Regions from separate parts of the Drosophila melanogaster genome. Here regions 2 and 3 are each linked to region 1. Evidence: chromatin contacts called from public Hi-C and targeted proximity ligation data. All regions are on one chromosome and are shown on one strand. The core of a region is the stretch at or near the end of the contact, and the rest is flanking DNA. Distances in the headings are between cores, read along the strand shown. Region 1 holds the start of RpL10 (Ribosomal protein L10). Region 2 holds the start of CG12768. Region 3 holds the start of Mes2 (Mesoderm-expressed 2).

Region 1 (4,906 bases), core at 1,640-4,139:
TTCCCATGCTTGGAATTGAATTCTTAAAGATGCTTCTCCCATCTAGCATTGGATGAAGTACAGCAATTTTATATTGCCACAACGGTCATTTTAGGGACAGGACAAATCTATAAATAAATATCTTTGCGCGAGACTAAACTTTCAAACTCAGCTGCCATTTCTGATCTGATTTGCATTTCATGCTCACCGCCATATTACCAATCCTCTCCGCCTTGGGTCATTCGACATAATTTTGGCCATTTGATAATTCCGGAGCGAAACGGTACTACATTAACGGCCAGATCGCCTAACTGGATTCCCAAAGGTCGGCGGCTTCCTTATGATGCTACCATCGATAAGGCCAGAATGGCTATCTATTATCGTCGTGAACATAGAATAAAAGTCCAGCCAGTTAGCTTTGCCTTCAGCGAACAGTGAAAGAAATGGCGTCAGCGAAGCTTGAGTGCGGATGCAGCTTTTGCTAGGCACGCTTTAATATCTCCGCCCGAATTTAATACAGAGCTTGATACGAGCCCACACACGTTCCACTATATTACAATGTTTGTGCTTGTTTGAAGAGGCATGAAATCAAATAGGAATTTATATTGCAACATTATGTGGGTATTCTTCAAATACAATTTAAGTTGGATACTTTTAGAGCGCCCGTTTTGAAATGTAGATCACGCTCGTATATTTTGAAACTGTCTTTGGTTAATTGGTTTCCAAAGAAATTAGAGACTCAAAAAATAAATTCCAAATTACTGGGTAATAAAATGTTTCCGAATCGACAGAGAATACCTACAATCGTGTTGTTGCTTGAGATTGTAAAAAGATGTATAAAATTGTATATAATTATGTATATAGAAACGCAATAAAAACGAGAAAAGGAGTACCCATTCTAGTCGGACCCGTATTACCTTCAATTTGCTTTTAATCTAATTAACCTTTTCTACACGCTTAAAACAATCTTTCTTTTTTTCTTTCTACGAAAGCAAATCTGCTGCTGCGAAATAATAAAGTTAAAACAATACAAAGGGCATTCTGAGCTTCCTACCAAAAAGCAACGCATATATATATGTGCTCAGGAAATGGTAATTTTGTATATTGTTTCTGAGTTACGAAACTTTAAGTGACATTTTATTTCAATGTGTTATTAAGCATAAACATCACGCTGAGCTTTTTCCCATGCGGCAATCGGGCCATGCTCTGGGCGGTATTTCACATTGCAACCATCAGGCTCAAGGCGGTTGTCATCGCGAAGTTCTTCATAACGCTCACGTTCGTATTTGGTGAATCCCCACTTCTTTGAAACATAGATCTAAAAATATATTTAAGAAAAACATTGTTTTACAAAATCTGTTTTCTTAGTTTTTCGTAATTTCTGTAAACCATCTTAAGTTCGTGCGCACCGAAGCTTAAAAATTTAAACAAATGTACCTAATGGACCAAAATACGATTTTCCAAAACCGTCTTCAAAATTCTTTACCTGCACGAACCATAGTCGTAGTCTTACCAAATGACCGCTAACGGACTAAAGAATAAACATCCTTTAATGCTTTTTTTATACCTACTAGGAGAGTTTAGCGGAAACGGAAATAATTAAGTTAAGAAAAATAGTAGGAAGTATCGAGTGGTTATCAGCTTGCAACAAAGACCTAAGCGTATGCTCGACAAGCGCGGAAGATTCCACATTTCTCCTTTTTATCCCTAGCGAAATGCATTAAATTTTTGTCGAGGGTCTTGCGGGTTACACTAGCAATCATAAAATCTTTGCCTTAGTTAACGCCGATTTCGACGTGTTACCCAAAATCTTGTCACCAATTTGAACGAAAATAAGAAGTTTAAGATTCAACACTTTTTTCTTTTAAATGAGGTATATAGTTATAAATAATTTATAATACTATTTTAAAGTTCTTTAGATATTGATTTAGGTTCGCTAGTAATATTATTTTTAGCTCATTCCCAACAAATTAACTGTGGCGATATTAGAATAGCCTCGCCCATGACATGAAATAAAAGCGATTACTAATTTTCCATGTGGTTTGTTCAGACTTCGATGTTTGAAAAAATGGGTTAATATACTATTGGGTTAAATACTATTGTAAGTGACTCGCTATACTTGCCTTTTGACGTCCAGGGAACTTAAACTTAGCACGCCGCAAAGCTTCAATAACTTGAGCCTTGTAACGATCGCTAGAGCGGACAGACATAATGGGTTGACCAATACGAACTCGAGCAACCGTGCCCTGCGGTTTTCCAAACGCTCCTCGCATTCCAGTTTGAAGCCTAGTGCAAAAGAGGTCATAAGAATACAGTAGTTAACACAGATATGAAATATTATTTACCTATCAGCTCCAGCGCACGACAACATTTTGTTGATGCGAATGACGTGGAATGGATGCAGGCGCATTCTGATGTGGAACTGGTCCTTACCGCAGTACTTCACCAAGTACTTGTTGCAACAAATGCGTCCAGCTTCCAAAGCTTCACTACTCAGCTGTTCGTATTCATCAGAAACCAAATGAACACACAGGGGAAAATCCTCAACTGTAGCTTTTTTTCTTCCCAAATCAAATATACGAATTTTTGGATCAGGGACACCACGGCAAAACCGAGATTTAGGGTACGGCTTATTTTTGCAATAGCGGTAGCTGGAGGATGAAATAAGAGTTTTACTAAACGGACAGTTCATACAAAATTACTGATTTGCTTACCATCTAGCTGGTCGTCGGCCCATTTCGACTCCTGAAAAATAAAACAAATAAATAAAATATATGCTAACATCACAGCACAAAACAGAAACTTGGTAAGATAATATAAACTTCTATAAACATGAAACATATTAGATTTCCAAAGATCATTTACCGCTCACTAACCTCTTCCAACGAAGCACACGAGAAAAGGAAGACACGAACACCGGAAGCACAAAAGGTTTCGTCGCAAACCGATAATCATGTACTTGAGATAAGTGTTTTCCTTTGTTTTGAAACAATTTGAAATCAAAACTGAATTGCTTTATATGTTGTTCTCACTAAAATCTACATACTGTAAAATATGTATGTGTTCGTGTTCTTCGATACATTTTTATTGGAATAAAAAATATTTTTGGCGATTAAACGTCAAAGCTAAAAAACTACAACTAAATAAGTAAATTAGAATCTTACCTCAACCATAAGCACACCTTATGTTTTTCAACCCAGATTTGTGCTTATCATAACTAAGTCATTGGTATTCGGGCAGATAAATATAACAGTAACATTTACAAAAATTCACATTATATATATTACACTTCATGGTTTTGTATTTTAGCCATTTTCAGCAGTCATTTCGAACGGACCGCTAAGAGTTGTTACTATCCTAGAATAAAGTTACAAAGATTTATATGTTATAAGCAGCAGAAACATTGAGCTTACAATTGTATTGCTTCATTTATTATAGACCCAAACTCAGATAATCCGAATCAGACTAGGTGGCCAATCTCGTTTTGGATATCCAAAGTAGGAATGAGAGTATTTTCTGAGGCACACCAGATATTTTACGTAGTAACATAATCGGCAAAAGGCTGGAATGGTCTAGTCTTTTAACTGAACATTTCGAAGGCAGCTTACAGAATTGGATATCAAAGATTTTTTATTAATTTTTCTGTAATTTACAGACAGACAGAAAACAGACAGTAATAGTAGTCTCTTCCAATTGGCCTATCGACTAATTCACTTTGTGAATTTGAAATCAGGTCTATTGTTCTTATAAAAACCAAATGGCGCTGGATGTCAGATTGCATTTCAAATGTTTAAATAATGCTCTGCTTTCATTGTGATCAATATGAATGCCAAATCTCGAACTCCTCGACTAGATGCATACCCAAATCATAACCGACATTTTGCTAAACTTGACGGTTGCGGTTCTCCAGCGCAGTTAGCGCCTTACGCCACATTCTGTTGGGTCCATCGTCGTATAACACATCATCTTGGTTTCGTCGCAGAAAATTACGTTATTCCAGTAATCTTCTGGCTGATGTTGCATTTCGATAGCGAAAGTAAGCCGCTTTTCGATGTTAATTGTCGGCAGCATCGGTTTTTTTCTTGCTACCCGTGAGTGGTACTTATGACGGAGTATGGCTTGGCGCACTGTTTCGTGTCACACATCCAGATCGCAGCCCTCCTTAAGCTAATTAGCAACAGTTCTTAAAGATATTTGCGGATTTTCATAAATTTTTCGCATAGTAACTCGGTTTGAACGGTTGGAAATTTTATTTTTACGTCCTGTTCCACATTTTGATTCCAATCTGCCCTCGTTTTTGTGCGATTAATTACGTTATAAATTGTTCCCCGCGATGCAGAAAACATTTCTGACAATTCCGTGACAGATTTTCCCAAATGGTGATTATAAACTCAATCTTCTGCCAGGCATTTCTAAATTTCTCAAAACTAACTGGAGCAAAGATCACTTCACTTTCTCAACCAAATGCAACGAGTATAAAGAAATATGTAAATGACGATTCTGTACCGTTTAGTTATCGAAATTTCTCGGAATAGGAGCAAAATTGAAAACAAAAGAATTCCTTGACAGTGTCAAATCTATGCAAACTTGGTTTCAGTTGTTTTTCTTGTTCATTGTCAATAGTTTTGTTATTTTTTTTTCACATATTGATAAAAAACATATAAATAAATAGTTATCAATAAAAATAAATTCATGCCTTTTAATAAAAGGCCTTTATATTTTTGCATTGAAAGTCAAATATACAATTTATTTTCATTGTGCAAACAATTTCTTGACAAACTGTATGTACATTTTCTTTCACTGAAGTAATATTTTTGATCGCCATAGTAAAAAGGACACGAAGAATTTAAACTAACCGTACTCACAATAAGAAAATGACGAAAACAATAGAAGCAGACAGAGAAGGGCGAAAAGGTGTGGTTTATTT
Region 2 (4,906 bases), core at 1,694-4,193, 180 kb before region 1:
TTAAGAACAACAACTATACTCTACTATGAATAGATGGGTCTCGAAACAAGGAAATAGTAGAATTTGCAATAACTACAAAAGGCGAGACACTGAAACAAGCTGTCCTCCCAAGATACTCCTTATTATTCTCATCGGAAGTCATCGCCATCTTAGAAGCAATAAAAATAACGTTAAAAAAAGAATAGAGGGAAAAGATGCATATGCTCCCACTCCATGTTCACAATAGAAGCAATTAATAAGATAAACAATACACCATTCTATAACGATCAGCATTAAACATGTTCCTAAATTCAAAATTCTATGGATGTCCAGTCATATCGGCATCAAAGACAATGCAACAACCCTATTAACCGTCAGAAATTATAATGGCACCGATATAAATATTTATAAAAAAAAGGCCAACATGACAAAACCAATTAGATTAGGAATTCATCTCCCTGATACCTACCAATCTATAACCCCAAATTATCGAAAACATTACCGATGATACCAAACACTGTAAAAACTATTATGTACCCAGAAGAGAAGAGAAGAAAAGAGATATCACAAAAATCGTGAGGCTACGTAGGACACACCAGACTGACCCATGAGCATCGATTCTCCCAGCCAATCAACCGTCAATGCAATACGTACCGAAATCAATTTCCCACATCCTAGACGATTGCATCGCCCTCCAAACACATGGATCCAGAAAACCAGAATTCAAACCAAAATGCTGTGGCACAAAGATCAAACATAATACTACCAAAATTGCTTCACTTGGGTGAAAAGTGAATCCTCGAACATATCTGGGATATCGATAGATATTGGGGAATAAAAGGAGGACAATTTAAAAATTGTGACCGTTTTGGTCGATTTGTAGGTTTTAGGGCGTTAGAGTGGGCGTGGCAAAAGGTTTTTTAGCAAATCAATAGAAATTTTCAAGACTAATAAAATTATATAGGCATGGCTGTTTTGTACGTTAGGGTTTTAGAGTGGGCGTGGCAAAAATCGATACTCGAAAATATACTTTATATGGTTGGAAACGCTTCATTCTGCCTATTACATACTTTTCAACGAATCTAGTATACCCTTTTACTCTACGAGTAACGAGTATAATTATCTTAATATATCTTAATATCTCCTTTATAAAGGTGTTAATTTTGTGCACAAAAAGTGGGTAAATTTCCCATAGTGCAATGGAAACACCATTAAAGCGTCGTGTAAAAAAGTTGGTCAATTTTTTCTAATGGTTTGTACTGTTCCGGGATGGCACAACAACTTGGAATCACATTTATAAGTTTTTTTTGTGAATTGAAAAACTAAACTTAAATCGCAAATACATATATCAATAGAACAATATGAATGTTCTTACTACGTAAAATAATAGGCAATTTTCCCTGGCCCCTAACGGAACCGAAGTCGCCCTACTCAGCTGATTTTATCCCAATCTGACACGCCCGTGACATGCTGTTGCCTATCCGAAAATATTTGTGTACCACGGATTACATTGCAGTAATGGATTTAATTTAAGCTGTGGACCGCGTTCGACTCAACTGCAGATTCATCAGCGCCGAGAACGCATACTGATAAGTCGAATCAGAATCAGACAAAGCGGTATGCTGCGTTCTGCTGAAAAAGGAAAGGGAGAGCGAAAACACGGATGGCTGTGTTGGTGCGATTGATAAATACGAGTTCATTCTTAAAGCTTATTTTTTAGATGACCAAGCGGGAGACAACAACGAGTAAACAAGAGCAACAGCAACAGCGGGCAATAAAGTTGATTGCAGCAGTGGCAAATTGAATATTTGCCAGCGCGCGTGTGTGTGTGCGCAGCCTTTTTGTTTGTGCTTGTTCGCATTGTTAAATATCCGCACCAGCAGTGCAGCCAAATGGGATGATAGATGCCGAATGCCGAATGGCGCGCGAGCAGAGCGAGTGGCTACCATTGTTAATCCGCAGTTCGTCCTCTGTGCCCCTTGCCTCCTCCCTCGCTCATTCCTGTGCCACAGCTCAGCTTGCTACCAAAACTCGACCTCGACTTCATCCCTTGCTCTCTCGGAACTCTCATGCTCAAGCTGTTGCTTCAGCTACAGCTCAGCGTACAATTGTTGCTTTGCGGAGACTGCGCTCATTGCCGGGTGCTGCCAATCCTGGGTGCAATCCGTTCATTATTTATCCGGCTGGTGGTAAGCAAATAGCGCTCACAAGCCACTTAGTGCTATCACTCTTGGATTAATCACTGGGCACGGCTCGGCGATAACGTGTCACTGCCACAAACGGAACCGCAACGGCGATAAATATTTTTCACAGCGAAAATAACACTGCCTAACAAAGTTTGAAACACTGTGACTAGAACATTTCCAAACTTCAGCTATTTCTTCAGCTATCAGTTATATATTTTAGAATAGATAAACAGAATATATATAATGCCATTTATGTAATGATTTCGATGAATAGATAGATGGCTAATATTTTACCGGTACTCCACCAAGGTGTTTTAAAGAAGACGGCTTTAAAGGTTTCCTATAATATACATTTTTTTATTAAATTTCATTTTATTTATTTTAAAATGCGTCCCGTTTGAGTGGAGGATATGTCTAATATAGTCCTAAATAGATACCAAGTAAATATCTTTTCGTATCACTCCACACACACACAAAAAGTTGAGTTTATAATTACATTATTCACGCAGCCCTCTAGGCTCCCTCACTATGCCAATTTCTTTTGTTGTGTAGTGTAATAGCATAGGATTGGCAGCCTCCGATTGTTTACACCAGCGTAGGCGGCACTGCAACAACAACAATAGCATCCTCTGCTCTCATTCTCTCTCCCGTGCTTTGCGCTCTGGAGCGGAGCAGAAAAGAAAAGCGCCATTCGCTCACTTTCTCTCCGGCTCTCTTTGTGCTGCTGCGCCAATTTGCAAGAAAACTAAGTTGGTTTGCTGTGCAGTTGTGACAATCGTCGAGGAGAGCAGCGGCGCACTCTCTAAAAGGAAGCTGCCAAGCCAACGAACGGCCAAGCGAGAGGTGACAAGTGAAAAGTGGCAAGTGGATGTACCAAATAGTGACAGGTTCACTAGTAGTAATCGCAAGTTAGCTGCCCGTTTGGCTGCAGATTTTCGTCAAAGTTCGCTATTCGTGTTGTTTTTTGATGTTTTCGTCTCTCTCGGCTGTCCGCATAGGCAATGTGTGTATACATATACGCGATTTCACACTGACAACAGGGCCGGGCGCGTGTATGAGTGTGGTTATTTTGCCGTGTTGCCGAACATCTGTATCTGTATCTGAATCTGTGGCAGCCAATAGTTGTGGCAAGGCCCTCGAGCAACTCGCAACACAACACATAACAACAGCATCCCCAATAAGTGGCAGCAACTACGCCGCATGGCAAAGCACCAACGGCCGCATTTGTTGTTAATTGAAATAAATTGAAATAAATTCCCCGACTTTGCTGCTCATATTGTTAATAAAGAGAAGCCGGAGCGACGCAACAGCGAATCAGCAGCAGTAAACAAAACTGTGAGCAAAAGGTTTTAGTTCCATTCCAGGCGTCAGACGACTTTGAGTACAAGCGACAAACAACCAGAACATCTAAGGAATTCCGAGCGAACAATGTGAATAATGTTGGTATCACAAGCAATTGGTGGCAATAACCAAAAAGAGCACATGCGTTTATTTATAGACCCCAGTGTGTTCCCATTAGTGAGTGTGTGGCGTGCTGTGCACTGCAAATGAGTTCAAGCTGCAGCCAAAGAGAAGGAGGCGTCCTACCAATACCAATCCTTGTGTAGTCTTGTTCCCTCCACAATCAGATCGGTCGCAGACCAACAGTAGCAGCTGAAATTCCTCGATCGGCACACGAAATCGTATGTAAATACTTTCCTGCCGAGTCAGCCTCTCAGAATGCCAATGTTTACAGTATTCGATTATTGTTTAACTAACAGCCTCTTATGGGAAAGTGGAATACATACATTAATTGATGGGGGAGGTGGGGGTTGGGGTTTGTAGGGTCTGCTATAAGCAGATTTCCCGTATTTGATTTGTCCCCTCTGTTGTCTCAGTTTCAGTGGGACCCATACTCCCGAAAATCAATTGTATTTAACTGTGCGTATGCGATTTCGAAAACAAAAACACCCCTCCTGCTGGGGTCATTGCACCCAAGGTGCGTGGGTGCGTGTGTCAACACTTTTGAACCCCTAAGCACCCACCCGAGAAATACGCCGAAAAGTATGCAACGAACATGGCGACCATCAGCACAAGCAACTTTAACGATTTTCTCACCTCATTTCTATACTTACTTTGCAGCGCAGCATCCGGCGACACAGGACATGCGCAGTGGCCTTTTTGGTAGTTGCATTTCGGCCAACAGCGACTGAAAGAGCAGAGAGCGGAGGAGCATGGCCTTTTCCCGCCACAACATCGAGAAGCGCCGACTCATCGAGCTCGTGCGACTCAACCCAATCCTCTGGGACTGCCGCCTGCCACACTACAAGCGTTCGGACAAGCGAAAAGCCATCAAATGGAACGAGTTGGGGCGGCTCTTCAACGTTAATGGCGAGCGGGTGCAGCGCACGTTTACTTCGCTCCGCGAGATCTTCCGCCGCGAGCTGAACCACGAAAAGATGCTGGGCACCACGCGCTTCAAGTCCAAGTGGGAATACTACGATGCCATGGCCTTCCTCAAGGAGGTCATTCGGGAACGCAAGTAAGACGACGTTTGACCTGCCCTAAAATACTACCTTATGATATATGTAGATCCCGTTTAAGGGATTTTGGACATTCCAGTTATTTGTTCTAGTGTCTTTGGAAAAAGGGTTTACTAAATTCGTTGAAAAGTGTGTAACAGGTAAAAGGAAGCGTTTTCGACCATATAAGGTACATATATATATTTCTGAACAGGATCAATAGCCAAGCCTCGAGCTCAG
Region 3 (4,906 bases), core at 1,521-4,020, 150 kb before region 1:
TCGTCTGTCCGTCCGTATGAACGTCGAGATCTCAGGTACTATAAAAGTTGGAAGTTGGTTGAGATTAAGCTTAGAGATTCCAGAGATATAGACGCAGCGCAAGTTTGTTGACTCATGTTTCCACGACCACTATAACGCCCGAATCTGAGAATTATGTTATATTTCTTTCGTCTATTCCTTTCGTCTATTTCGATTTGATGGAATCCAGATATCAGGTCTATGTCAAGTTTGTGTGTATGTAAGTAAATTGTGGATAAACTAACCTTGTATACCCTTGCGCTCTGTGAACAAACGGTCCAATAGCTCAGGCAATCTTCAGATCTGGCCAGATACATATGCATGTAGCTGTGGATAAGAGAAGACAGCAGCGGAAGCAAGCTATTGCCTTGGTAAGGAGGGTGGGGAATCTGATATAGGGCGGAGATCGCAGAGTTTTGCCAGAAAAATGATCGTGACAACGTTTGTGCGGGCACGTTGTGCTGCTTGTTGTTGTCCCAAAACAGAATACATTAATTGACACTTGGCCGGAAATAGTTCATTAGGCATAAATTACGTACAGACAAAGCGTTTTCATTTTTCTCTGGCTCTCTGTTCGCCATTTGCTTCCCTACCGACGCGGTTGTCGATTGCAGTTACTGGATTTCAGCGGCTTAAATGATCGGGGGACAAAATAGACAACCTCGGACGGTCTTATCTGTGCTGCCACTCACACACACGCATTCGCTCAAACGCATTCTCACTCTAACACTCTCGGTGCCTCCCTGTCACTCCTTGGCAAGACCAACATGTGTGATCCAAATGTTCATTTGTAAATTCTATAAACGGGGAAATACGATAATGAACTGAACTTCGACTCTACAACTGCAGCGAACGAAGCCAGCCACGGGCGGAGTCCACAAAAACACACTGTGGTAGAACACTAACCCACCCTTCTTCAACTATTCATTGCTTAAGCTATGGCCAGGCCCCCTGGAAAAAAATTATAAATCTTTAAGTCAAGCAGCCAGCCATTGATGGAATCAGATCGTCCGATGAGTATATTTAGCCCTCTTTACATTTAACAACAAATTTGTGCTCTTATATCGTAAATTCTACACAAAATTATTTATCTTCCAGTAATTATACTCGTTACTCGTAGTATAAAAGAGTATATTAGATTCGTTAAAAAGTATTTAACAGATAGAAAGTATTCATATTATTGATCAGGATCAATAGCCTGTCCGTCCGTTGAACGTCGAAATCTCAGGAGCTATAAGAACTAGAAGGTCAAGATTATGCATACAGATTCTAGAAACATAGACACAGAGCCAGTTTGCTTCCACGCCCACAAGTCGGGCAAAACTGTCACGCCCACACTTTTGAAAACTGTTTTGATATTCTTTCATAGTTTTATTAGTCTTGCAAATGTGTATGGTTTTGCAAAAAAACTTTTAAAAAAGTTTTGATATTTTTTCATCTTTTTTAATTATAAATTTTTATCGATTATGCCACACCCACTATCGACCGTAAGCCGCAGAAACCTGTCACGGACACACATTTGAAAAATATGTTATATCTTTTTTTCACATTTTTATTAGTATTGTAAAATTCTATCGATTTGCTACAAAAACTTTATGCCACGCCCACTCTAACGACCACAAACCTCCCATTTCTTCTTGTCCAATATCTATCGATGGTCCTAAAAAATTATGAAATTTCGCGTTCTCACTTCCACTAGCTGAGTAAAAGGTATTTGATATTCGGGGAACTCGTGCGTTCTCTCTTCTTATTTATTTAAAACAAGAGAGAACAATAGTCGATTACTTTCGACTATCAGATACCCGTTACTCAGCGAATTTTGAGATTTTTTTTGTCATTTCGATGGAAATTTACATTTATATAACAAAATGAAATGAAAATCAAATCCCTTTTCACAACTGAGAGCAGGATACCTGGCCAATAAACGGTTTCATGGCGTCTGGATAGGCTTGCGAACGCACTAACTTGCATGCGAACGGACAGGCGGACAGATCAAGATTATATGTATGTGTGTACTCCAGTAAACTTATAATTATTATGTTAGTCTAAAACCTTAATGCGTTGGAGATTTACAATAAATGTATGTACATATGTACATAGTCATGAATTCTTTAAATTCCTCGAAATTGTTCCGATACGGGAATCGACCCCCCTATATTAATTGAAGCTGATATGGCCGAAGTGCAGCGTATTCTGCCAAGAAACGCTATCCAAGTATTTTGGTACGTATGTATGTATGTACATACATGTGTATATGGTACATTCATGTAGTACATACATACATATGTATGCAAGTACGTACGAACGCTCGACAATTCCTCTGCTAAAACCAAATGCGAACGCGTCAACGGATTTTTGTATTACACACATTTTCTGTTGTTTCGTTCTGCGCGTTCTCCCTGTTGTGTGTGTGTGTGTGTGCGACGCCGCTTTTCGCTTGCTTTTACTTTCTGTGGCTTGTGATTGCGATTAAACGGGGTTTCCATCCGGCGAGTCGCGCTCTAGGCAGCGCCCGGAGAGCGCTTTAGACCTATATGTCTGGATCAGATAACGGGAACGGTGGCAGCGAGCCACGGCCGGAGAGAGACAGAGAGCGCAAAGAGCTATAGCTGGCTCTCATGTCGATGTCGAATGCGCGTGATTTTTTGGCTCTGAATGCGGGCTTGCTGCCAACTGCGCTGCCGGCTCGGCGTCGACGACGGCTGAGCGCAGCCCGCTTGCCGCGGTGGTTGTTATTTTCTGGTCTTGGTTTTTAGTTGCCGTTTAAACTTGGTCGTGAGAGGGTAGCAGCCCCGTTATCAGCCGACCGCGATCGCGTCCGAACTAAAGAGTACTGTGGAGCCCTGGCCAGTTCAAGCCTTCAAATCCTCCAGAACATTCTGATGGCGCCCGTGAGCGGCTGTTTGCCCACCGCCACCCACTCGCTGCAGGACATGAGTGCTGCCGCCGCGGCAATCGCTCTTGACATGAAGCCCAAGTTGGAGCCCCACCCCCTGGCCGCCGCAACTGCCATGCCCTCTCAGAAGATAAAGAAATGTGCGTACACAGATTTATTCCCCACATTCATGCAAACATACGTACATACATATGTATATATGTACAATTTTTATGCAAAATGCAGTCGAAAGTCGATACGTCGAACAAGCAGTAGAATTTATTTTATCTCTTCATTGCCTATTCAAATAGTTCGGTTCACCCTATGTGCAATGTACATACATATACGTACATACGTATGTATGTACATTTGGGTTAAAAAAGTTCGACTTATAGAAGTTTTGAGGTGCCTGTACCGTGCTTTCTTAAAATATTCGACTGTCGAGACTCGAGGACTTATATTATTTGCATTCATTTTTGTGTCCCAACAGTGGTTCGGCGCAACGCCTCCGACAAGCTGAAGCTCATCCAAATGGTGCACGACAATCCAATTCTCTGGGACTCCCGTCTCCCGAATTTCAAGGGCGCCGAAGAAGAAAAGAACCGAGCCTGGGAGCACATAGGCCGCGAGTTCAACGCTCCCGGGCGTCGCGTTGCACGGGCCTTCAAGTCCTTGAGGGAATCCTACCGCCGTGAACTCGCCCACGTCAAGCTAATGGGCAATGGCTTCAAGCCCAAGTGGAGTCTCTATGAGGCCATGGATTTCCTGCGCGATGTCATCAGAGAACGAAAGTAAGTATAAGGAATAGTATTTTAGTGAACTGGTGACCAGGTGATTCTCTTAAATTTAAAACCGTCAAGGAAGTTTCATGCCAATATCGACTCCTGGGGTTGACCAGTAATATAGAGCCCGTTATGAATTTTGCATTCTCTGCTTGACCCATTATTGCCACACCACAAATCATGTCACTAAAAATGATCTTCATCCAAATGGCTTTACAAAAGCAAAAGCAATAATAGAACACGAGAGAAGAGCGCTTAAATTTAAAATTTGACAGAAATACGAGTCATTCTTATAATCGAATAGTAAAGTACATGAAATTCTATATCAACGAATAATTATTACAGAACGTATTGCACTTATTTCCAAGTTTTCTTTTAATCTTTCTAGGCAATATTTACCTTTCCCAAAATGATCTTAATTAACGTACTTATTCTTATCCTCTGCTTTTTGGAGATCGATACCAAAACAAATCTAAAAGTGGAACCGTTATTTCTCAAAAGTAATGCTCCCTTACGACTACAGTTCTTCAATAATATCGTCTTACACTCTGAACATTATTTGTGTCAGGAGTACATTTGGCTACTTATATTACAATGAGTTTGATAAGCCGTCACTAACCATACAACCATCGAACAACGGTCAAAGTTTGGCTTGAGTCGTGAATAACAGTTTTCGGTTTAGATTGGTCTTCTGTTTTGGTCATACACGGATTGATTCATGCGAAACAAATACATGCATCAGTTTGAAGACTAGCTAACTTATACACAATAATAATGTGACTCACCTTTCCAACGATCATTTACATTGGTCGAAGGTATTGTATGCTTTCCAGTCCTGTGTCTGAAAGAGGTTTTTCCGAATCTGCCCCCCTAAAAATATGTGTGCTTGTCAGTAGTCAGTCAAGCGAACAATGTTGTTTAGCTTGGCTCAATCAAAAATAATTATTGCAGGAAATTCCAAGAATCTTATCATTTTATGCGAGTAGCCACTTCAGCTTATGTACACTGAGAAGTGTATGAGTTTGTGAGTCATGGCTTAGATCTAATGTTGGACAAAATATGTCAATAAATTTATTTCAAAAATCATAGAATCACGGACTTCGTAAAGATCTGACAATTTAAATAAATTGAGAATTCGGAAATATGTTCAGATCGAATAGACAATACATACAATTGTCACATAAAAAACATGTGATAAGTTTAGCATAAAGTTATTCGAACCGTAACTACG

What was found. A called contact is a pair of places that touch in the nucleus more often than the background predicts.
Region 2: a Hi-C map of the S2 cell line shows a contact between it and region 1, with 2.9 times the contacts expected there. A contact is called at or near these places in 5 of 107 Hi-C or Micro-C datasets (the Kc167 cell line and the S2 cell line) and 1 of 7 datasets of targeted methods (the Kc167 cell line).
Region 3: a contact with region 1 is called in a targeted proximity ligation map of the S2 cell line, with 5 times the contacts expected there. A contact is called at or near these places in 3 of 107 Hi-C or Micro-C datasets (the Kc167 cell line, the S2 cell line and ovary) and 2 of 7 datasets of targeted methods (the Kc167 cell line and the S2 cell line).

What each region holds. Positions count from the first base shown.
Region 1 is chr3L:23,092,582-23,097,487 of dm6, forward strand. RpL10 (Ribosomal protein L10) reads right to left here and starts at 2,890. Exons shown (of 5, transcript NM_001275304.1): 1 at 2,856-2,890; 2 at 2,694-2,724; 3 at 2,325-2,630; 4 at 2,103-2,265; 5 at 609-1,297. The coding sequence starts at 2,716. The coding sequence ends at 1,133. It overlaps CkIIalpha (casein kinase IIalpha), which reads left to right and starts at 4,491. Exons shown (of 4, transcript NM_001300224.1): 1 at 4,491-4,893.
Region 2 is chr3L:22,907,548-22,912,453 of dm6, forward strand. It overlaps CG12768, which reads left to right and starts at 2,944. Exons shown (of 4, transcript NM_141174.3): 1 at 2,944-3,025; 2 at 4,287-4,686. The coding sequence starts at 4,379. lncRNA:CR45661 (long non-coding RNA:CR45661) reads left to right here and starts at 1,771. Exons shown (of 1, transcript NR_125052.1): 1 at 1,771-2,140.
Region 3 is chr3L:22,942,887-22,947,792 of dm6, forward strand. It overlaps Mes2 (Mesoderm-expressed 2), which reads left to right and starts at 2,771. Exons shown (of 3, transcript NM_168979.4): 1 at 2,771-3,054; 2 at 3,384-3,684. The coding sequence starts at 2,901. mir-9388 (mir-9388 stem loop) reads left to right here and starts at 2,230; the gene lies at 2,230-2,321.